Regions from separate parts of the Mus musculus genome. Here regions 1, 2, 3 and 5 are each linked to region 4. A link is a contact called in public ChIA-PET, Micro-C and promoter capture Hi-C data. All regions are on one chromosome and are shown on one strand. Each heading gives the region's core, a stretch centred on a gene start, on an enhancer-like site or on the middle of the called end of the contact. The rest is flanking DNA. Distances are from core to core; before and after follow the strand shown. Region 1 holds the start of Lrrc42 (leucine rich repeat containing 42). Region 2 holds the start of Coa7 (cytochrome c oxidase assembly factor 7). Region 3 holds the start of Tut4 (terminal uridylyl transferase 4). Region 4 holds the start of Lrp8 (low density lipoprotein receptor-related protein 8, apolipoprotein e receptor). Region 5 holds the start of Prpf38a (PRP38 pre-mRNA processing factor 38 (yeast) domain containing A).

Region 1 (3,974 bases), core at 1,400-3,899, 550 kb before region 4:
GGCTTTGCTTTCTTCAGTTATTTGAAGAACTACTCTTAATTTAGGGAATCATGCATGGTAACCTTTTTTTTTTTTTTAAAACATCCTGCATTCTTCCAATAAAGTACTTCCTGAAGTTTGTAATGTACTATAAAATGATCTAAGGATTAAATGAATGTCTGAACTTTCAACTTTAAGAACCATAAAGGGTAAAGCTTCTCTCCTGGATATTGCTTGCCCGTCACTATTATTCATGTTGGCCTCTACAAACTGGCCCCTTAAAAGACAAGAGCCTTTTCTTGCCTGGGGGTGTGAAGGTTGGAAGTGCTCTTTTAAACTGGAAAGTTAAGATAACATGTATCTGCAAGATAACAATGTTCAGTGTAGATCTCTTGCAGCTATGGGTCAGATTAACAGAGTGACTGGCTGACTGGCGGTGTTCTAGCCCACTACAGAGAAACAGCTCTGTGATCTACCTAAGCATTACAAAGCATTAAAAATGTACAGCAGTGCATTCACATTACATTAGTGAAGCTAAAGTTAGCACAAAGCATATCATTTCTTCAAATAAATGAAATATAACCTTGGTACATTAAAAATTCAGTTCTGTAAAACATCTTTAAATGAGAGAAGGATAAAATAATTGACAACCAAACATAAGTTTTAAAACCTTGAATCCAGCTTCCAAGCAAAAAGCATAAAATTATTCCAGACAAAGAGAGGAAAGAGGAGAGAGGCATCAGGGTAATAGTGCTAAAACTGTGAGCTGAGCCTATGGTTCAGGAAAAAAAATACCAAAACCAAAAATCAGAAAGAACACCTAACCTTAATAAATCAGTCTTCTAAGAATAAGTAGGCCAAAATAATGATCAACAATAATGATTCCAGATGTGACTGAAAGCTACCATTTTTTATATACCTACAAGCTAACAAGCACTGTAAGGTACAACATAAAATGATGTCATGCAATCACTGATCCTATGAGGTCAGTATTGCCACTTTATGGATGAAGAGCCTCAGAGAAATGAAGGAACTTAAGGCTCACAACTCCTAAGTGAGAGAGCCTGAATTCAATCACAGGTCTGTGTAATTCCAAAGCACAAGATCTTCCCACTTGTATCTCAAGAATAAAAATACAACATCAGCCTTAAAAATATTCTTAAAACACTCAAAATTAACATCACCGGCCATTTGATCTCTCTGGAACTCACAATGGCTCAAACTGGGAGTTAAGAGGGCAGGGACTATAGTAAAAAACAGTGGTCATCTGAGGAAGAGTGGGTGGAAACAGAACCAGGGCTCACTCAAGGATGAAGCGCTCCCCCTTCACTCTGCCAGGGCAGAAATCCGCCATATCCACACACCAGGAAAACATCTGTCAACCCACTACCTTCATCTCAAGACTGCAGACACCTTTGGCTCATTTGAAAATGTAGTGGTTTTTAAAGACTTTTTCTTAACATAGGAAGAAATCCGAAGAGAAAGTAGTTCCAAAGTATCTCTAACCAACTAACAATCCATCTTCATTGTTCTGTGTCACCGCCATTATTCAATTTCCCACTACTTCTTTTTTCCCTGTAACTTGCCACTTCCCTACCTGCCTTCTCCCCCAAACTGCAGAAACTCATGTCCTATCCGGGCCCATACTTTGTCCAAGAGCAAGCTAATCTCTCCCACATCTTGATAGTTTTACCCACTCTTTAGCTTTTCAAACAGAAAAAATTTCAGTCCCCCACCCCCCAAATTCTAACCTTCCCCATTCACTCCCAGATCTTCTACCCATCTTCCTCACATCCCAGACTCTCCCGTGCCCCTCAAAAGACTCAACCCCGCCTCCACCTGTCTTCTAGCGACCCGTCTCCAGCCCCCATCCTTCTCTCCCTCCTCACGAGTCTTCCTCTCACCATCGAGGTTCCTCTTAGCACCCTAGTCTCCCCATCTCTTTCCCGGTTTTGCGTCCTCAACCTTCAGATTCCCCTTTCTTCACGCCTCACTATCTCCAACTTCCCAATCCACGGCCTCAACTAGTTTCTTCCCTGCCCCCCCCCGCCCCACCCCTCCCCCTATTCCAACCCTAGCTCCTTCCCTTGGTGCACTCCTCAACCCCTTTTCTTTCCCCCTTTCCCGGCACTCCCACCCAAGCTTCTCCCCAAGTCCACCTAAGCTAAATCCGCTCCCTCTCCCGCCCAGAACCCTAAATTCTCACACACCCTCAGTCTAACCCGGGACGCCGCGGACCCCACCCTTAAGCCCACCTCAGGCACCCCTACCTCTTCATCCTCCCACCCCTCCCACCGCGAGCTCTACCTCGTCCCTAGGGCCTTTCCCCTCCCCCAGCCCCTCACACTCCGCCCCCGCACCCACGCGCTGCCTGAGGCTCGGCGAGCGGCCCGGCCCGCGGCCGCCACCTACCTGTGCCCCTGCCCGGGGCAGCGAGCGGCTGCACCTCACTGGCGGCTCCTTCCTCCACTGAGCGGCTGACCGGGAAGCGGCTCGGCAACCTAGGCCACAAAGCCCGTGAGGGTGGGACACACACAGAGGGTGGCAAGAGGGAGGGGCTGGGGGCGACCTGGCGCCGCGGGACTGAGGTACCAGCAGGGAGGGGTGGGGGGGGAAAAGAACTCGGCTGGGTAGGCGCGCGTGCGCGGGGCCGGCATGAGGGGCGTGGTCTGATCTGGAGTGGGCGGGGCATGTGGCGGGGCGGGGCCGGGAGTGGGTTGGGACAGCCGAGCTGAGAAAGCCGGGCGGTCGCAGGAAGGGTGAAAGGGGCGGGGCGGGGCCGTGCGTGTGCGTGCCCGCGCGAGGGCATGTCCCCCGAGATCTCTTGGAGGCCCCCCCACCTCCCCGAGGCAATGCAATGTAAAGGTAGTCCTGAGGAAAGACGCGCAAGTGAGGTGGCGCTTCTAGGCGGAGCCCCTGCCAGGAGAGGGCGGGGCGGGGCTGCGCAGGGCGCGCGCCTGGGAACTCCTCTGAGGCTGAGGCGGGGCGGGAGCGAAGCGAAGCGAGGCGGGGCGGGGCCAGGGCCGGGCGGGGCGTGACGGGCGGGGATCGCGAGCGGACCCGGTCCTTTCGCGGAGCTACCCAAGGCCCAGGCGAGCGGGTCCGTGCAGCACGGTGGGCGGGCACCGAAGAGGTGGGAGCCCGGTGGCGAGGCCGGCGGAGGGTTGCGGGCGGGAAGGAACCGGTTGTGAGGAGACGCGCGGCGGGTGACCGCGGGTGGAGCAGCGATGTCGCTGGGAGAGAACAGAGTGATTAGGGCCTGGCCTCTCTCTAGGCCCCCCTCCCCAAGAACTTTTAGTGCCCTGAAATGATGCTTTGACCCTCAGAAGGAAGAACAATTACAAATGACAGTTAATATGCCAAACGTAACACATTATCAGCACGGTCCAACCTCAAACAGGAATAATATTTAAAGTCAATGTGGGTGCATTTACGTTATTTGAAATTATTTGAGTCTTGGAGGTGAGAGGACTGTGTCCGGGCTGCCATTATGGGAGAAAGAGAATGACCGGTTTTAAATTTACACCAGAGCTACCAGTGGATGCTGTAGGAAAGGATTTGGGGCAGGCAGATGTAAGAGCACACAGACCCAAAGGTGCTGGTCAAGGAGAAAATCAACCCAGGACGTGACCCAGAGGTTTTCTGAAAGAAGTACCAGAAAGGGCTACACTGTATATTTAAAGAGAAAATCAATGGCCCTGGGAAAGGGTAGGGAATCCACCGTCCCTGTCTGTAAAACCCAGAAGGATGGATGGTGTCCTAGAGCCTACTACCACTTTGGTAGAGAGTCCCTGAGGGTATTCATCCTCGCTTAGATCAAGCATTGCCTCTCAAACCTCCATCTTGGAGCTGTGTGGAAACATGTCTGCTGGGTGGTTTTATGGGTTTCTTGGGATTGGTTTGCCTCTTTCTCATTAACTGCAACAAAACCTTAATGAAAGCCAAATCTCTGCCCCTGGTTTTAAAGAACAGATATTGGTAGTTCAGGTATATTC
Region 2 (4,540 bases), core at 1,846-4,345, 530 kb after region 4:
ATGGGGGGCTGGGAGATGGTTCAGTGGTTAAGAGTGCCGACTGCTCTTCTGAAGGTCCCGAGTTCAAATCCCAGCAACCACATGGTGGCTCACAACCACCTGTAATGAGATCTGATGCCCTCTTCTGGTGTGTCTGAAGACAGCTACAGTGTACTTACATATAATAAATAAATAAATCTTAAAAAAAAAAAAGAAAGAAAGAAACATGGAACACAGACACAAACATTGAATTCCTGTACACTATTCTCACACTCTGTGCTAACTCACAGGAACTATTATCAAGAGTTCTGTGTATTTTCCTTCATGCGTATTTTTTGCTTTAGAGGGGTGGAGAGCTAATCAAAGCCTTGCATCTGCTAAGCAAACACACTACTCAGTAACTATCGGTTCCCAGAGTTTAATTTATTTAACTTTATTTTTTTAGGTTTAGTTTCTTTTTTTTTTTTAAAGATTTATTTATTATTATATGTAAGTACACTGTAGCTGTCTTCAGACACTCCAGAAGAGGGAGTCAGATCTTGTTACGGATGGTTGTGAGCCACCATGTGGTTGCTGGGATTTGAACTCTGGACCTTCGAAAGAGCAGTCGGGTGCTCTTACCCACTGAGCCATCTCACCAGCCCTAGGTTTAGTTTCTTACTTAAGGTGTTGAGGTCTGCCCTCCACCAACATGTATGTAGCCATTTTGTTTCATGCCTACCAACTATTTCATATTATTGCTATAAAATGCCTGCCAGTCACGGACACAGAAAAATAACCTGACTCAAGTTTGGGCTAATCATATACCCTGTATGTTCTGTATGTGGTATGTTAATCTTAAGAAATTCCACAAAGCTTTACGTCGGACCCATAAAAATCAAAGGTCAATATGAACTGTTATGTCTAAAATGGCTTGAGTCAGAGCTGACCACTGGGCAGCACTTCCTACGCCTACATATGAGCTCAGTGTGTGTTTCCTTTATAAGCCTTTCCTGAGAATACACTAGTACCACAAAATTAGGTTCCCGAGTCCTTTTTGTGGCCCTGAATGTCCAATTTTGGGGTATTCATTCAATAAACTGTTTTTGCTTAACTGAGAACAGTGTTTTTATGGTGGTTCCTGGTCCCCAACAAAGGCAATCTTGTTATGTAGCCCAGGTTGGCCTTTAACACACAACTATCTTCCTGTCCCAGCCACCTGAATATAAACATATGCCACTATGCCTGACTGAAATTAATTTTGAACACAAGGGTCTCAACTAGGCATGGTGATACATACCTTTATCCCAGCATTCAGATGCAGAGGCAGGCGGATAGGCAGATAGGCAGATTTCTGCGTTCAAGGAAAGCCTGGGCTACAGAGTGAGTTCTGGGACAGCCGGACTACGGAGAAACCCTGTCTGGAAAATGAGAGAGAGAGAGAGAGAGAGAGAGAGAGAGAGAAGAAGAAGAAGAAGAAGAAGAAGAAGAAGAAGAAGAAGAAGAAGAAGAAGAAGAAGAAGAAGAAGAAAGGATAAGAAGAGAAGAGGGGACAGGAGGGGAGGGGAGGGGAGGGGAGGAGAGGGGAGGGGAGGGGAGGGAAGGGAAGGGAAGGGAAGGGAAGGGAAGGGAAGAGAAGAGAAGAGAAGAGAAGAGAAGAGAAGAGAAGAGAAGAAGTTTCTCTGGCTGGCCTAGAACTTGGTATGCAACTGAGAATGACCTTGAACCCTGACCCCCCTTGCCTCTACCTCAACAAGTGCTAGGATTGCACCATGCCTGTTTTAGGACATGATGAAGACTGAACCCAAGGGACCAGGCAAGTTCTCCAACAGATGAGCTACTTCTTCAGCCTAAATATTATTATTATTTTTTTTTAATAATGGCTTACTGTTTTCCAAGCTATCCTGGAACTCCTGGAGGCCAGGTGGTGTGGCCTCTTCTGAGGCCTGGGCTTGCTCAGTTCTTGGAAACAGAGATTTATGTCTAGTCTCCTGAACTGCCAATGTGAAGCCTGTCATGGAGTCAGCCTGTCTCAGTTATACAGAACAAAGCAAGTAAGCTTCTAGATGTATCCAGTAGGAGTAGGTTAAGGAGGGAGGCTCCAAAGTAAAGGTCAGGCCTTCTCATCCTGGACCATGTATTCTAAGGGCTCCCTCTAGTGATTACAGATATAAACAAGATAAAAAGAACACGGATAGGTGGATGTGGGAGCTTGTATCTGCAACAGTACTCAGTAGGCTGAGGGGGGAGGATTGTCTCAAAGTGAGATTCTATCAAAGGAAAAACAGGAGAAGCCATACATAAAAGTCAGTTTTAGCCAGAGGCTCTGGAGTAACGCAGAGCTTGTGCTATCCTGTGAAAGATGTGTCATGGAACTGCTTTTAAAACCATGAGTCCATTCCCAATCGGCCTTTCCCTTTCTCCTTGCCCCAATAAACCTCTTCGGTAAGATCTGTTGCATCATATGACTTCATAGTGTTCCTTGGCTTCAATCCGCCATGCTGCTGTTCTAAAACTATTATAGTGACCATGTTGTCACTATAATCCCGACCACTGATGTGTTCTAATCATAACTCGCAGTCATATTAATATGGATGATTTTGATGGGTCTACAAAGAATATAGAGATAAGGGCATCCCGTGGCAATTGCACAGATTTATTTATTTCGGTTTTTCCGGCCATATTTGGGACACACAAGGTATTCAAAATGCTTGCCACCCAAATGAACGAATGCTTTCGGAATAGATTTCAAGTTCTGTTTTACGATGCTTCAGAGTACTTGGTGGTGAGCTGCAGCCCAACGCTGTAAGCTTTGGTAAGGCTGGGACCTGAGCTCCCGGCTGTGTCGGCTTTAGAACCGGAACTGAAGAATGTCTGGCTGATCCAGACTACAGGGAGAAAACCATTAAGGGGCAGTATGGCCTCAGATAAACCGACGCAGAAACCTGGGAGAGGGCTGTCCAAAAAGAAGAATAAAAGCCTGGAGGGGTGGGGGGGGTGGGGAGCTACCACCGCAAAGGATGATGGGAAGCGGTAATCGTCTCCTTCCTTCCAACCCGCCCCCGTACTGAGGAGCGCTGACGTCACGCACGCCGCCGGCATGCCCCGCCCCTGGGCTGGCTCACGTAACTGAGGGTGGAGCCACAAAGCGATTTGTGGGAGTCGGAATCATGGCGGGCTTGGTTGACTTCCAGGACGAGGAGCAGGTGAAGTCCTTCCTGGAGAACATGGAGGTGGAGTGTCACTACCAATGCTACCGCGAGAAGGACCCGGAGGGTGAGCGCCAACTGCGCAGCCTGGGACATAGGGGAGGGGAGCGAGCGTGGGGTGCAGTCGTGGTCACGTGGCGGGCCGAGGACGCCTAAGGACCGGGTCAGGGTCACTACGGGCCTGTGGGCGGGAAGTTGTAGTGCATCGGGGGCGGGGCCTGCAGCGGAGGGCGGAGCCCTCAGGCTAGATGCTGTGTAGTCAAGTTTAGGGTGCTAGGACTGGAGGTGTGAGGGTGAAGTAGAACCTCGGTGTACATGTCTTTGAGGGAATCATTTAACATGCAGGAAATAAATGAAATATATGCTAGTAGTAAATGCGAGCCAGAATTGGTTGGCATCTTGCACCTGTAATTCTAGCGTTCGGGAGGCTGAGGAAGGAGGATCACTTAGAACTCAGGAGTTAAGGACTAGCCTGAACTACATAGCAAAACCCGGCCCAAAAAAAGAATTGGAGAGGGAGATTGGAGTGGTGGTCCAGTAATTAGGAGCCCATTTAAAGTTCTAGGAGATCCAATGCCTCTGGCCTCTGCTGCCACCACACCACATGCTCGTATACACACATCCATAATTTAAAATAATAAAAATTAAATCTTTTTTTTTTTGAGACTGTCATTATGTAGCCTTGACTGGCCTAGAACTTACAGTGTAGGCCACGCTAGCCTTGGACTCAGAACTGCTTCCTCTATCTTCTGAGTTTTTGGCATGAGCCACAGGCCTGTTAACAAATTAATAAATTAATTAATTTGTTGAGGTGTTATTCTTTGTGTAGTCCTGACTGTCCTTCTGTTGATCAGGCTAGCCTGAAACTAAGATATCTGCAAGCTTCTGTTTCTCAAGTGCTAGAAGGTGTGGGCTGCCACCATCCAGCACAAAATTTTAAAAAAAAATTTTTTTTTTGTTTTAGTTTTTTCGAGGGAAAAAAAAGTTTTTTTAAGGTAAGTGAAATGTGATAAAAAGAACTGAGTGAAGGGCACTGCCCAATGACATGGCTTTTGAATAAAGCTTTGAAGGAGGAAAGGAACCATTGTAAGTCTTTGCCAGGCAGAGGTAATAAAAGGTCAGAAATTGACTATATTTATTTATTTATTATATGTAAGTACACTGTAGCTGTCTTCAGACACTCCAGAAGAGAGCATCAGATTTCATTACAGATGGTTGTGAGCCACCATGTGGTTGCTGGGATTTGAACTCAGGACCTTTGGAAGAGTAGTCGGTTTCCTTAACCACTGAGCCATCTCACCAGCCCCAGAAATGGACTCTTATGTGCAGTGAGGAGGTGGAGTGTATGAGTGACCAGTGCCCAAACAAGTGTC
Region 3 (4,100 bases), core at 259-2,758, 660 kb after region 4:
CTCCACCATACAAGTCGTTTATTTATTTAAACATTTTATTAATTCTTTGTGAATTTCACATCATATGCCCCCACCCCACTCTTCTCCCCATTCCTTCATATCTGTCCTCTGCTCTTCCAATCTCCCCCAAACACCACAAAGAAAGAAAGAAGGAAAAGAAACAAAAAAGCCAAAACAAAAAAATGAACATGTTATTGTGGAAGCTATAAGTCTATTTTTTATTTTTAAAGAGATCAAGGCAAAGACAGGCGGCTTTCTGAGTTCGAGGCCAGCCTGGGCTACAGAGTCTGGCTTTGACCTGGTGATCATCCTGCCCCAGCTTCCAGAATGCTGATATTACAGCTGTAATCTACCACACCTAACATTCGGTTTTCACTTTCATTTCCTCTTCTGTTCTTTACCTTATCTCTCTGAAGTTTGGACACATTTAAAAATGTTTCAGATGAGGCAACTCTGGATTTTTTATTAGTTTGATAATCGCCCCAAGCTGGAAGGGTTGACTGGCTACCCTCTATCCACAGCTCCTGGGTCTGCTGGAGTCAGAGACAGGGGGAAGGGGATTGTCAGAGCATATTTTCTCCTCTGCAAATGGAAGCCATAGTATCTATTGTCACAAGATCATTATGAAGATTAGGTGGTTAAGTGTATGAAGCCTCCTCAGCTCGATGCCTAGAAGTAAGTTGGCAATGCTTGGTCCCTTCTCACTAAGCTTGTTCAGCTTTGGGGATTCTGACGGACATATCATGTGAGAGGTGTTTAGTTCTGGGATGTAGCAGGAAGTCGATGAACTCTGCAGAGACAATTGCCTCTCTGTAGCCTCTTAGCAGCTCTGGTCTGTGAGTCACAAGAAAATTTGTCATTACCTTGTAAATATTTAAGATTCAGCTGCTTCCCTTTATAAAACCCCACGTTTAGTGCCATACACTTTTTCTGCCTAGTAAATATCCACCTCAAGGACTGCAGTTGTGTGATTTGACCAGCTCTGAGTGAAGTAGGAGACTGGTCAAATAATAATCTCGAGGCTTGAGGGCGGGGGGGGGGGGTGTCATTAAAATAAACTAACAAAGCCTTCTAGTCTTCCATGAGTGTAAATTTAAATGAGAGGAAGCTAACACATTTAAAAAAAAAAAAGGAGGAAGGAGGGAAGCCGTTCTTGGTAGTTGTTTCTATGCCCACCTGAAACTAAAGAAATGGTTTTCGAACTATTTCTCAAGATTTCTCTGCTTTGTTAGTCCTGAGGTGATGCAAAACTGGACTGGATGCAAGGGTGAAGGGGTGGGGGGCTCCCTCCTGCTAGCTGCTCGACAGTGCTCAGAAGTCAGGAATGGTCGCGGAGGATTCAAGAAATGCGTGGGCTGTCGGACAGTGACAAGCCCGAGCCTGCACATCTACGGCCTCTCCCTGGGGCACAGCTAGGCAACCTGCCCCCTTTCCCGCCCGGGGGCCTCAGGCAAGGCGCCCGCAGCCAGGGAGCCTGACGTGAGAAGCGCGACGGTGCACGCGACCCTAAGCTCGCCGGCGTCCTCGCGCCGCTTCCCGGCGTCGGCGTGCTGGACCGCAGGACCCTCTCTCTCTCTTTCTCTCTCCCTGCAGGCCCGCTCCAGCCAGCGAGCCGCGGGTAGCTCCGACCCTTTCCCTCCCTCCCTCCCTTCCTCTCTCCCTCGGGGGCCCGCCCGCCCCCAGCTCGGGCGCCGATCGGAGCCCGCGCGCGCTCGCCCGCTCTCCCTCCTCAGCGCGGGTGTGTGCGCGCCGTCCTCCCACCTCCATCCCCTCCTCATTGTTTCCGGGCGACCGCCACGAGCCCCGGAACGAAGCCCCTCCCCCCACGCCCCCCGGTCTACCCCCTCCTCCGCCGAGGTTTGACGGGTGCTTGGGGGGGATCCCCAGAATTAAAGAAGAGGGAGCCCCTGAACCCAGCTCTGGGAGGCTCTGCTCCCCGCCTCCGAGGCTATCTCCTCCCATCCCAATCGGGATCCCAGGCTGGGGAGAGCCTCCGACTCCCCTCCCCCCTCGGCCGGGCGCCACTCTCCCTCAGCCCCCTCCCCTCAGCGGGTCCTCCTCTTTCTCTCGCTCCCTCCTCCTCCCCCTCCCCGTCCCTTCCCCCCCACAATGCAGTTCGCGGCGCGGCGGACATGGCGGTGGAGTCCTGAGCTCGTCGTGTCCTGGCCTCCATCGGCGGCGGCGACGGCGGCGGCGGCGACGGCGACGGGGGCGGCAGCGGCGGCGGGAGGCGGAGGGGGAGCCGGAGCCTCTGAGATGAGGAGGCGTCGCGCGCGCCTGTAGCTCGCGGGCTTCTCAGGTACGGGGCTGCGGGCCGCCGCGCTGCGCGGGCTGCCGAGGGGGTGTGCTCGGCCGCTGAGCCCGGGGGCCCCCAGCTTGTCCCCTTCAGGTGCGGCGCCTCGCAGGTGTCCGCGCCGCCGGAGCGCGTCTCCGCCGCCCCCTCGGGGCCTGGCACTTCCTCCTGGGCTGGAACTGGCTTCTGGTGTCCCAGGGGAAAGCCGAGGGAAGGAGGGAAGTCGAGAAGGCGGCCTGGGCGGCCTGAGGAGGGCTTTGGGGGGCCGACCTTAGGGAAAGCTGGGGCGCCCGTCCGGCCACCGAAACCTGTTGTAGACGGGGTAGGAGTATCTGAGTTAACGGGATTGGTCTAGCCTTCGCTTAGATCCAGTGCGTGTTTGTCTGTATTGTGTGCCTTTCTTTCACCCTGTGTATGTGTATGTATATATACACTTGTAAACACACACACACACAGCGTGTCCTCCCCGCCATCCCCCGGGCTTGTCCTTGTCGGGAGGGAGCAGAGGTAGGTTTGTGTGGATTTCGTTTCCTGCTCACCCGCCGTCTCTGTCCCCCGCCCCCCAGTCGAGAGGTGCTGGTACTGCGCGCTTTTGACGTGGGTAACTGTGAGATTCGTATTTGTAAACAGACAGCACTTCCCCAGTGTGTCGCACGCCTTCGCAAGTGGTTTCTGATCCTTTTGATATCAGGATTACAAAAGAATGAGGTGGTTAGACCTCAAAGAAGCAGCGGGATTTCTAGTCAGTACCTGAATGGGATTAATTACTGTTATCTTAACGTTGGTTAAACATTTTAAAAAAGAAGATTATCAAACTTTAAAGCAGACGAATCTTGTACCTTGCGTGAGATTTTAGTTTTAGTATACCATGTTTCTTCATTTCGATACAAAAGTAATTCCTTAAACATTTGACGTTCTGCGATCTTTTGTAATCTTAGTGTCCAGAAATGCAATTTGAATTGTGATTTGTTGGAATGAATTTAATAATTAGCTCGCGGAGGTCATATAACCTTTTATATCTATAGATGTATCCCCTCCCCCCTCCAGAGCGTACCTTGGAGCAGGAATGTGTTTGAAGCACTTGGTGAAACAACATACTCTGTTTTGAAAGGAATAAAATAAGATAATCCCAAGTGGATTTGATTATTTAGGGAAAATGCCATTCCCAAATGTTGAATTGTGGCAAGTTTTAAATGTCGACTGCGTGTGTATGCACTTAACATTTTCTTTACTCAGAGCCCATGTGTATCCCCTCAGAAATATGGTGTACACTTACATCCTACTACAGATTAGCCACAACTTGTAAAACTATGAAATATTGTTTGATTTGGCTTTTCTTAAGATAGCTCACGAGCATACAGTGTGCTTTATGGTGCCTTTATAAACAAATTATACGGAGGGCTTAAACACCATCAATGTTGGGAAGAGAAGTTTAAGCTGTTTCTCATTTTAAAAATATTATAAACAAAAGGAAGTTACCTTAACCTCTTAGATACTGTGCTCTTTTCTTTGCATAGTTTTATTTGGCTAGTGTAGAAAATGGTTAAAAAAAAAAAGTAAAGCTTCCTTAAAAGAGTCTAAAAGTGGAAGTGAAAGTGAGTGACATGTTCATGTTTTAAGTATGGTGAACATCTAACCATAGAAAGAAAGTCTTCGTTAGCTTTGGCCAAGATGTTAGTACAGTCAATAAGGTATTGACACATATATAATAAACTTACTTCAAATTTATAAACTGTAACTTACCTAGAATTACATCTGATTTTGGTTAATTTAAGAATAGTGCTTTGCATGTTAAATTTAAGCTTTA
Region 4 (4,235 bases), core at 1,624-4,123:
TCATCCTCTTGTGACTTCATCACTGTCTATCCAGAGCTGTCTTGGTCCTTAGACCAGAGAGCCCTAAGGGCAGGAATGGAGTTTTGTCATTTATGACCCCCCACAGCTGAGCAAGCTTTCTGGTCCTGGGGCAAACTTGTGGGGCCACACCACTCTTTAACAAGCCACCAGTGGAGACAAAGCAGGGACTAGGAAGCCCTTCTGATCTGAGGCCTCTGCACAGAAGTGGATCTAACAGTAGTTCAGAGAGATTGGCCCTCAGGGCCATGGGAAACTTCTCCAGAAGTTTCTGTAGAGAGAGTAGAAGCTTTTTACAGAGGCCTAGGGCTGGACAGATCCAGCCCAGGTGAATGTCCCACGAAGAGGGTACAGGTCGGAAGAGGTCTGAAACCCAGCTCTCAGGGGCAGGTGAGGAGCAGGCTGGTGTGAGGAGCAGGCCCGTGGGCCTGCTGTGGAGGCCTCCCAGACTGGTTTTTGAAAACTCTCTGTACCATAGACAGGCCTTGAACTTGTGCTCCTCCTACTGTAGTCCCCCTAGTAGCTCAAATTTTGAGCTACTGCCCACTGAGCTATATTCCCAGGCTGGGCAATTTGTATTTTTTGAGGTTTGGGGTTATCAGAGGTTTTTGAGGAGGGTGTTTTGGATAATAGTAACAGTAACTAATGTTCATTAGGCATCTACTGTGCTCTGGACATGACTCTCATGCAACCACATGTAATCTAAACCTCACCTCAGCCTGTGTGGTGAGCACTGCGACCCCCCCCCCCATGCCATCTTTTATACGGAGAACCTGAACCACGGAAGTGGAAGCAACCATGTCCATATAGTCAGGGAAGGAAGGGCAGGCCCAGACCCAAAGGCCAATGCTCTTATCCTTTTGAGCTGTAGCCTAAACTTTACCCCATGCAAACATCTTAGCACAGAAGGAACCATCAAGACTGCCTAGTTCCCAGCTTCCCTGAGGCCCGATAATGGGACTGAGTTTCCCAGGAGTGCAGAGCAGAAGCCATGTGAGGCTGGACAGGTGAATCTGGGTTGCAGGAGGGGGTCCATCCTAACCTTCGAGGGTGTCGCAGTGGGTATCATTGTGCTTGGGACAAAATCCAAACTCCTTACTGTGGCCTACAAAGCTATCCTGTGATTGGGCCTTGTGGACTCCCCAAAGCTCCTCCCCACCACCATGCGCTTACTTCTCCCATCACTAGTTTACCACGATGGGATGTGTCTCCATTGCTCTTCCCTCTGCCAAGAATAGCATGCGTTTGACCGTCATGTGGTCAGGCTCCTCGCTGTCAGTGAAACATGATCGCCTCTCTAACTTACCTCCGTGCTCTCATGTTGTTTATTTTCTCATCACAACTATGATGCTGTGATAGTGTGATAGAACTCTTTTTTTTTTTCTTCTTCTGTATTTCTCTCTTCTAACTAATATGTAACATCGGGAGGTTGGGGAAGTACCTTATTTACGATGCTGCAGCCTTGGGCACAACACACACAGCACATGCTGTGTAAGATTTCTTCTGTTGATGGTCTGTCTTCCCCTCACTGTGGCCAGGACTTCCAGACCCATGGAGCCTTAACGTGACCAAAGGATGATGCACTTGTGGTTTCCCAAGGTCTGTGGTTGCCATAGCTATTGTCATGGGCTACCCTTTGCGGGGGAAGATATGAGACTGAGAGGACTGTTGACCTAGCGGGGCTGTGCACCCATCCAGCTTGGCATAGGAATCACAGCTTCCACGATTGCTTGCTTGCTTTCTCTCTCTTTCCCTTTCTTTCTTTCTTTCTTTCTTTCTTTCTTTCTTTCTTTCTTTCTTTCTTTCTCTCTCTCTCTCTCTCTCTCTCTCTTTCTCTCTTTCTCTCTTTCTCTCTTTCTCTCTTTCTTTCTTTCTTTCTTTCTTTCTTTCTTTCTTTCTTTCTTTCTTTCTTTCTTTCTTTCTTTCTTTCTTTCTTCCTTTTTTTTTTTCTGAAGAGAGAGGGCCTATTTAACACTGGGCCTTGGCACCCTCGCGCGGGCCTGGTTTACAACCCGTGCCCAAGAATCACACTCTGAGATTGTTGTGCTGCTGGGCCAGGCTCACCGGCAGGTGGCTGAAATCCAGTCTAAGCGTTGCCCTTCTGACAAGGAAGAGTAGGGGAGGTGGGGTCGCACTGCTAGAGGAGGGGCCTTCTTTGTGCAGAGGCTAGTGGAGCCCAGAGACACTAGATGTGCTGCCTCTGGCGGCAAGGATGACACATCTGGGCCTCCACAGTCCTTGCCCTTCTCTGCAGCAGCAAGGGTTACCTTGCCATGTCTTCAGGGCCCTTGATCTGCTCCTCTGCGGGGTCCAACAGAGAAGGATGAATATGGATAACAGTCTGTGCACCAGACACTCACCTCTCTCAGGATCACACAGTGATAATCACAGATGCACACGGTCGCAGAAAGCGACTCATCTAATCTGAAGCTATGACAGGTCTTGCCCAGCACCCCTAGATTCTCCCTGGCAATGCTTTCAGCCTTCCCGCGCTCTGCGCGTTCACTGCAACGGCTTGTGAGTCTCCTTCTCCCGAGCTCGGGCTCTCCTCCATACGCCTCCTTCTCTCACCCTCTTGCCACCTCCACGGGGAAACCAGGGGGGCCAGAGCCTAGCCGGGCTCGTCCTAGCGTCTACAGCTCTTAGCACCTGCGCGCACACAGAGCAGGATCATGGGGCTCGGACCGAGAGAGGAGGGGACAAGGACAGGCGGGGGAGGAGAAGAGGCGGCGGCGGGAGGAGCGTGGGGCGGAGGCGGCGGCGGGAGGGAGCGCGCGCGCCGGCGGCGGCTGCCCAGGGCCGGGGCCGCGCGCCCAGCCTGAGCCCGCCCCGCCGCCGAGCGTCACCGAACCTGCTTGAAATGCAGCCGGGGAGCCGGGGCGGGCGGCAGCGGTGGTGGTGGCGGCGGCGGCAGCGGCAGCCCCGGCGCCGCGGCAAGGACTTGGCGGGCTGAGGCGCGGCGGCGGCGCGGGGGTCTCGGGGCGCGGCGGCCGGAGCCCCGGGCCCGCTATGGGCCGCCCAGAACTGGGCGCGCTCCGGCCGCTGGCGCTGTTGCTGTTGCTGCTGCTGCAGCTTCAGCATCTCTCCGCAGCGGATCCGCTGCCGGGCGGCCAAGGTGCGTACGGCGCTTCCCGGGCCGGCTCGCAGCCGCCAACCAACAAAGCGCGGCCGGCGGTGGGGGTTGCTGTACGGCGAGGTCCCGATAGAGAGGCTCCGGGGACCCTAGCTCCCTGGATTTGCCTTGGACCTCCTCCCCGCTACCCCCACGGTTTTGGTTACCGAAGCTCTACCCCAGCTCCGGGCACCCTCTTAATGGGGGATGGGCGCCGGGCACCCCCCCCCCGGCCCGTGAACTTTGCGGGGGGTAGTCCTTCAGGGTCTGGGGTTTGGTTTAATTTGACACGCGCGCTCCATAGCGGCGATGAGCGAAGTGGTACAGTCTTTTCTGACAATGCGTTTCCGGGGACCCCTGTGGGCCGAGGAGACTGACAGGTTGTGAAGGGACTGAGCCCCTGCACCGGGTGCGTGTCGCCAGTGTGCGGGGCTTCCCGCAGACTAGGTTTGTGTGGACCTGACTTGGCGTTGTGTGTAAGGGTGAATGTGTCTGAAGGCGGGGTATAGCCACGGGCCGTTAAGCGCTTGTCGGGTCTCGCTGTGCCATCAGTCGGTCCTGCAGTGGAGGACCCGTGGCATCCTGTCCTTTCTCGGAATTAAGGTGCTTGGAGATCCAGAGCTCACCGATATCTCCCCCTTTCCCATACCCGCTGGACTTCTCGGCAGCCAGGGCTGCAGGGTGGGGAGCGGGCTCCTGTGCAGTGACCCAGCTCACCGCCCCCAACCCCCGCAGGGCCAGTCAAGGAGTGTGAAGAGGACCAGTTTCGGTGTCGGAACGAGCGCTGCATTCCCTTGGTGTGGAGATGCGATGAGGACAACGACTGCTCGGACAACAGCGACGAGGACGACTGCCGTGAGTCGCGGCGACCAGGGGAGGGGAAACGGGGGGGGGGGGGGATCATGCTCCGCTGCGCACGTGGCTGCATCCGTCATGGGGCCACCTGCCCCAGGCTGGCGGCCTTGTTCTGGGATGGGTGGCTCAGCTGTCGGCGGGAGCTGGGTGGCAGGCGTGTCCTGCTTAGGGTGGAGCCCAGCGCGGCTTGCTGAAGCTACTAGCCCGAGACTGTGGGCGTGGACGCGGCAGCCCCTGCACACCTCTTAGC
Region 5 (3,985 bases), core at 1,338-3,837, 780 kb after region 4:
TGTGTGTATACTTATTTAATTTGTGAAATCTGTTTGGGGGAAGGGGGAGTTAGGTCTATGTTACCACAGCAAACAAAATACAAGTTCAAGGGCAAAAGCGTGTGGAAATGAAACACAACAGTCCTATTAACAAAGCCAATTCTGAACCACTAGAAGTGTTGTACTTGTTAACATACTCACTTGAAATCTTCATTTTTTATGAACTCAACAATGATATCCTTCTCAGGTTGAATCTGAAGCATTTTCAAGGTTAAACACAAAAAAGGAGTTGGCTTTATGTTTCCACCATACACACCACCAACGAACTTTAACTCCATGGCTTTGTCCACTACAAGTTCAGCTGAAACAGCCAAAAACAAAGTGACATACATCTTAGACATATTAAAGGCTTTAGTTTTTCTTGGCCTTAGTTTTTCTTGGTTGGAAGGTTAAATAGCTAAAGGTTTAGAGTTCCTAAATAGTCAATAAGAATTTAATATTAAGAGAACAAGAGCTTATTAATAACAGCCTTAAAAAGGAAAAAAACAAAAAACCCTGAGCATGGTGATGATTGCTCAGTCCCAGCACTCAGGAGGCAGAGGTAAGCAGATCTCTGGGTCTGAGGCAGCCTAGTCTGCAGAGTGAGTTTTAGAACAGCCAGGGCTACATATGCCTGGAACTACAGCACTACAGAGAGAGACAGACCCCTCGTCCCAGTCTCCATTAATTGTTTAGTCCATCAAGGAAGGGTGGGACTCATGAGTCCTCAATCTTTATACAACAAATTATGAGGGAAAAGTCCTCTTATTACTACCAGATGCTGGTCTGGGGTGGTGTACAACTTTAATGCCGGAACTCGGGAGACAGAGGCAGGCACATCTCTGTGAGTTCAGGGCCAGCCTGGTCTACAGAGTGAGTTCCTGGACAGCCAGGGCCAGGACTACACAGAGAAACCCTGTCTAAAACAAAACAAAAAAACAAATAATCATTGTCCTGGCTTCCAGCTAAGGATAATGAGAACAAAAAAGAGCTTAAGTGATTTTACATGCTCAAGAACCACAGCCAGAGTCACACCAGGTGAAGCTGAACAAAGCTACGACAGCTGACAGAGAGCCACTCTAAAAAACTTAGGAGCCAGCGAGGTGGCTCATGCCTTTAATCCTAGGGACCAGAAGGGGAAGGCAGATGAATCTCTGTGTGTTCAAGAGAGTTCCAGGCCATCCAAGGCCCCCTGTCTCAGGGGAAAAAAACAACAACAAAAAAACCCCAAAACAAAACAGAAACCTAAAGGACTAGGGGAAGCAGGTCAAAAATGAAACTACTGACCCATTTAAGAACAGCAAGAATTTTATTATAGGAATGGTGAAGTTCCTTGAACATCTTCAAGCTGCATTAAAGGAACCCTTATCTGGTCCCTGAGATAAACAATCTAGGACCCAGCAGACTATCAATAAATAAATAAACAAATAAATTAATTAATTTAAAAAAATGGAATGGCTCAAAAAAAAAAAAAAAAAACTAAAGAAATCCTTCAGCATCAAGAAAGACCGGTCAAGCCGGGTGTAGTGGCGCACACCTTTAATCCCAGCACTCGAAGGCAGAGGCAGGTGGATTTCTGAGTTCGAGGCCAGCCTGGTCTACAAAGTGAGTTCCAGGACAGCAAGGGCTATAGAGAAACCCTGTCTCGAAAAACAAAACAAAAAAAAGAAAGACCGGTCAAGCAGGACGTGGTGGCGCACGCCTTTAATCCCAGCACTTGGGAGGCAGAGGCAGAGGCAGGCGGATTTCTGAGTTCGAGTTCGAGGACAGCCTGGTCTACAAAGTGAGTTCCAGGACATAGGACAGCCAGGGCTACAGAGAAACCCTGTCTCGGAGCCCACCCCCCCCCCCCCCCAAAGAAAGAAAGAAAGAAAGAAAGAAAGAAAGAAGGAAAGACCGGTGAGCCCTGCGGTGCTGGTGTATTCCTTGAATTCCAGCACTCGGGAGACAGAGGCAGTTCGAAGCCAGCAGTTCTCCAGGACAGCCAGGGCTATTACAGAGAAACCCTGTCTCGGAAAACGGAAAAGAAAAAAGAGAAAAGAGAAAAAGATCGTGTCAGATTTGTCTGTGTCCCGTCTAGTACAAGTCCAGGCACAGAGCAGTTTATATGAATAGTTGACATACTCTTCCAGTATCACCCCCAAAGGGTCCGTCCTTCCTCACTCAGACAGAAGAAACCACCCGTAAGCCGAGACGCGGGCTGCGCGCTGTCGCTCACCTGTAAGTCCAAAACACTCTTCTTTCCAGTACTTTGATTCATAGATTCGCGTCCGGATGATCTTCTCCACCAGATACTGAGGGTTGGTGCCATGGATGCTGTGGGCATCCTTCACTGTACGGTTCGCCATTTTAGAACTCTTTCAATTCTATTTCCGTCGGCTTGCTTAATACGTCACATTCAGTATTTATTTAAAAGAAGGGAAAAAAAAAAAAGGACTACCGGAGGCTAGGGAAACATTAAGGAATCCCTTGCGACCGCGGAAAGCCACCAGCTTCGTACCGGAAGCTGTGGCGTAGAACTCTTTCGCCGGAATACGCACACCCCGCACCAGAGAGGGCCCAAGCAAATTGGCGGAAGTACGTCATGAACCCCCGGGAGGGCGTGGCGAGTGTCCGAAACGCCAATCAGAATCACACTGTGGGCGGGGTTTCGGTTAGTGGCGCGAAAAGTTTTCTCCTGTGCCTTCAGTTCTTAGTCAGCTGAGAGCTGGGACTACGTGTTGTAGCCGTGGTCTCCCGGAGGAGCCAGACCTGGACGAGCGAGCGTCCCCCAGCTACTCCAGTGCCTGGACTGCAAAGCGTCGGCGAGGTGAGTGCGGGTCGTTGTCCACGGACTGCATACACGTGCACCTAGGGCCGTCGGTGCCGGCACCGCTCGCAAGCCTGTAAACCTTCTCGCCTCCCCGGAGCTCCAGGAACACTTCCTGCACTGAAGGAGACCTCGGAGAAGCGGGTGGCGCCGGCCCTCGGTGGGGAGCCTAAGGCTTTGGCTCTCCGCGTGCACTGCTTCTGAAAAGCACTCGCAACCTTTCCTCTGGAACCGCGGAGCTGGTGTTGCTCTCCGCTTTACTGGTGATTCCGCCCAGAGACAGACTTTCTCTAAGTCACTTTCTGGGACTTTGGCGTCTCCTCTCCACATGGCTTGCCCTTAAGTGAGCTTTCATCTCCAATCACTGGAGAAAACATCTAATGGCTCGTATTCTACTTTCTTGGGTCTAGCCTTCTCTTAACAATTGGAGAAATTGGGAGTTCTAAGCTTTGAGCTGTGAGATTCCTGTCACGAGGTCTTTTTAGTTTTCCATAGAAGTCGAATAATCGTAATTATTTTCTACTGTAATGGTTTTTAGACATTTTTCTGTGTAGAGCCGGCTGTCCTGTAGCTTGCTCAGAACCAGGCTGGTCTCGAATTTAGAGACTGCCTCTGCCTCAGGCCCTAGAATTAATGGCATGCACCACCACACCCTGTTTTTTCAGAATTAGATTGGGGAAGGTGCGGGAGGGGGGTTCAAAACAGAGTTTCTCTCTGTAGCCCCGTTTGTCCTGGAACACTTATAGACACACATCTCAGCCCCCTCTCCTGAGAGGCTCCTCCAGACTGTTGTTGCTAATCCTTCCTATAGACAAGTTGTTCCTCTGGCTTCAGGATGAAGTTCTGGGGACAAGTCAAACTTCTTGGAATCCATTGTTTCAATAGTTGGCTACAGTAGGATGGGCATTGGTTTATCATACCGTATTTTCTCTTAGTCTGATTATCTTAGAACAGTGCTTAGCACACAGGCCTCAAATAATATTGGTTGAATAAAAAGAGATACTATTTTTCCATTTTGTGGATTAGGAAATGGGTCCGGTGGACCTGCCACTCTGATTGGGAAGCTGTATATATTACTGTATATAATAAGCTGCCAGAAGTAAATACTATTTTCACAGGTGATACGATGATACATAAGGTAAGGTAGCTTATTGGTAT

What was found. Promoter capture Hi-C pulls out the DNA fragments that hold promoters and counts their contacts. A called contact is a pair of places that touch in the nucleus more often than the background predicts. ChIA-PET counts read pairs in DNA pulled down with a chosen protein or histone mark.
Region 1: a Micro-C map of embryonic stem cells shows a contact between it and region 4, with 4 times the contacts expected there. The contact joins the promoter of Lrrc42 here to the promoter of Lrp8 in region 4. A contact is called at or near these places in 2 of 39 promoter capture datasets (erythroid cells and hippocampal neurons), 1 of 15 datasets of contacts at CTCF or cohesin (the NIH/3T3 cell line), 8 of 484 Hi-C or Micro-C datasets (CD4 T cells, embryonic stem cells, erythroblasts and 2 more) and 2 of 115 datasets of contacts at active chromatin or transcription factors (astrocytes and embryonic limb bud).
Region 2: a contact with region 4 is called in a promoter capture Hi-C map of pre-B cells, with 2.0 times the contacts expected there. The contact joins the promoter of Coa7 here to the promoter of Lrp8 in region 4. A contact is called at or near these places in 4 of 39 promoter capture datasets (the 3T3-L1 cell line, erythroid cells and pre-B cells), 2 of 484 Hi-C or Micro-C datasets (both in embryonic stem cells) and 2 of 115 datasets of contacts at active chromatin or transcription factors (pro-B cells and stem cell-derived neural progenitor cells).
Region 3: a Micro-C map of the G1E-ER4 cell line shows a contact between it and region 4, with 6 times the contacts expected there. The contact joins the promoter of Tut4 here to the promoter of Lrp8 in region 4. A contact is called at or near these places in 3 of 484 Hi-C or Micro-C datasets (the G1E-ER4 cell line, Th1 cells and embryonic stem cells).
Region 5: an RNA polymerase II ChIA-PET map of memory CD8 T cells shows a contact between it and region 4, with 5 read pairs. The contact joins the promoter of Prpf38a here to the promoter of Lrp8 in region 4. A contact is called at or near these places in 1 of 39 promoter capture datasets (pre-B cells) and 1 of 115 datasets of contacts at active chromatin or transcription factors (memory CD8 T cells).

The regions. Positions count from the first base shown.
Region 1 is chr4:107,250,884-107,254,857 of GRCm38.p6, forward strand. It overlaps Lrrc42 (leucine rich repeat containing 42), which reads right to left and starts at 2,650. Exons shown (of 8, transcript NM_029985.2): 1 at 2,392-2,650. Hspb11 (heat shock protein family B (small), member 11) reads left to right here and starts at 3,020. Exons shown (of 6, transcript NM_028394.3): 1 at 3,020-3,112.
Region 2 is chr4:108,325,057-108,329,596 of GRCm38.p6, forward strand. It overlaps Coa7 (cytochrome c oxidase assembly factor 7), which reads left to right and starts at 3,096. Exons shown (of 3, transcript NM_027250.4): 1 at 3,096-3,234. The coding sequence starts at 3,129.
Region 3 is chr4:108,457,902-108,462,001 of GRCm38.p6, forward strand. It overlaps Tut4 (terminal uridylyl transferase 4), which reads left to right and starts at 1,509. Exons shown (of 31, transcript NM_175472.4): 1 at 1,509-1,738; 2 at 2,116-2,299.
Region 4 is chr4:107,799,386-107,803,620 of GRCm38.p6, forward strand. Lrp8 (low density lipoprotein receptor-related protein 8, apolipoprotein e receptor) reads left to right here and starts at 2,874. Exons shown (of 20, transcript NM_053073.3): 1 at 2,874-3,133; 2 at 3,866-3,985. The coding sequence starts at 3,028. It overlaps Lrp8os3 (low density lipoprotein receptor-related protein 8, apolipoprotein e receptor, opposite strand 3), which reads right to left and starts at 2,679. Exons shown (of 2, transcript NR_168096.1): 1 at 2,379-2,679.
Region 5 is chr4:108,576,749-108,580,733 of GRCm38.p6, forward strand. It overlaps Prpf38a (PRP38 pre-mRNA processing factor 38 (yeast) domain containing A), which reads right to left and starts at 2,588. Exons shown (of 10, transcript NM_172697.3): 1 at 2,237-2,588; 2 at 181-340. The coding sequence starts at 2,366. It overlaps Orc1 (origin recognition complex, subunit 1), which reads left to right and starts at 2,706. Exons shown (of 17, transcript NM_011015.2): 1 at 2,706-2,827.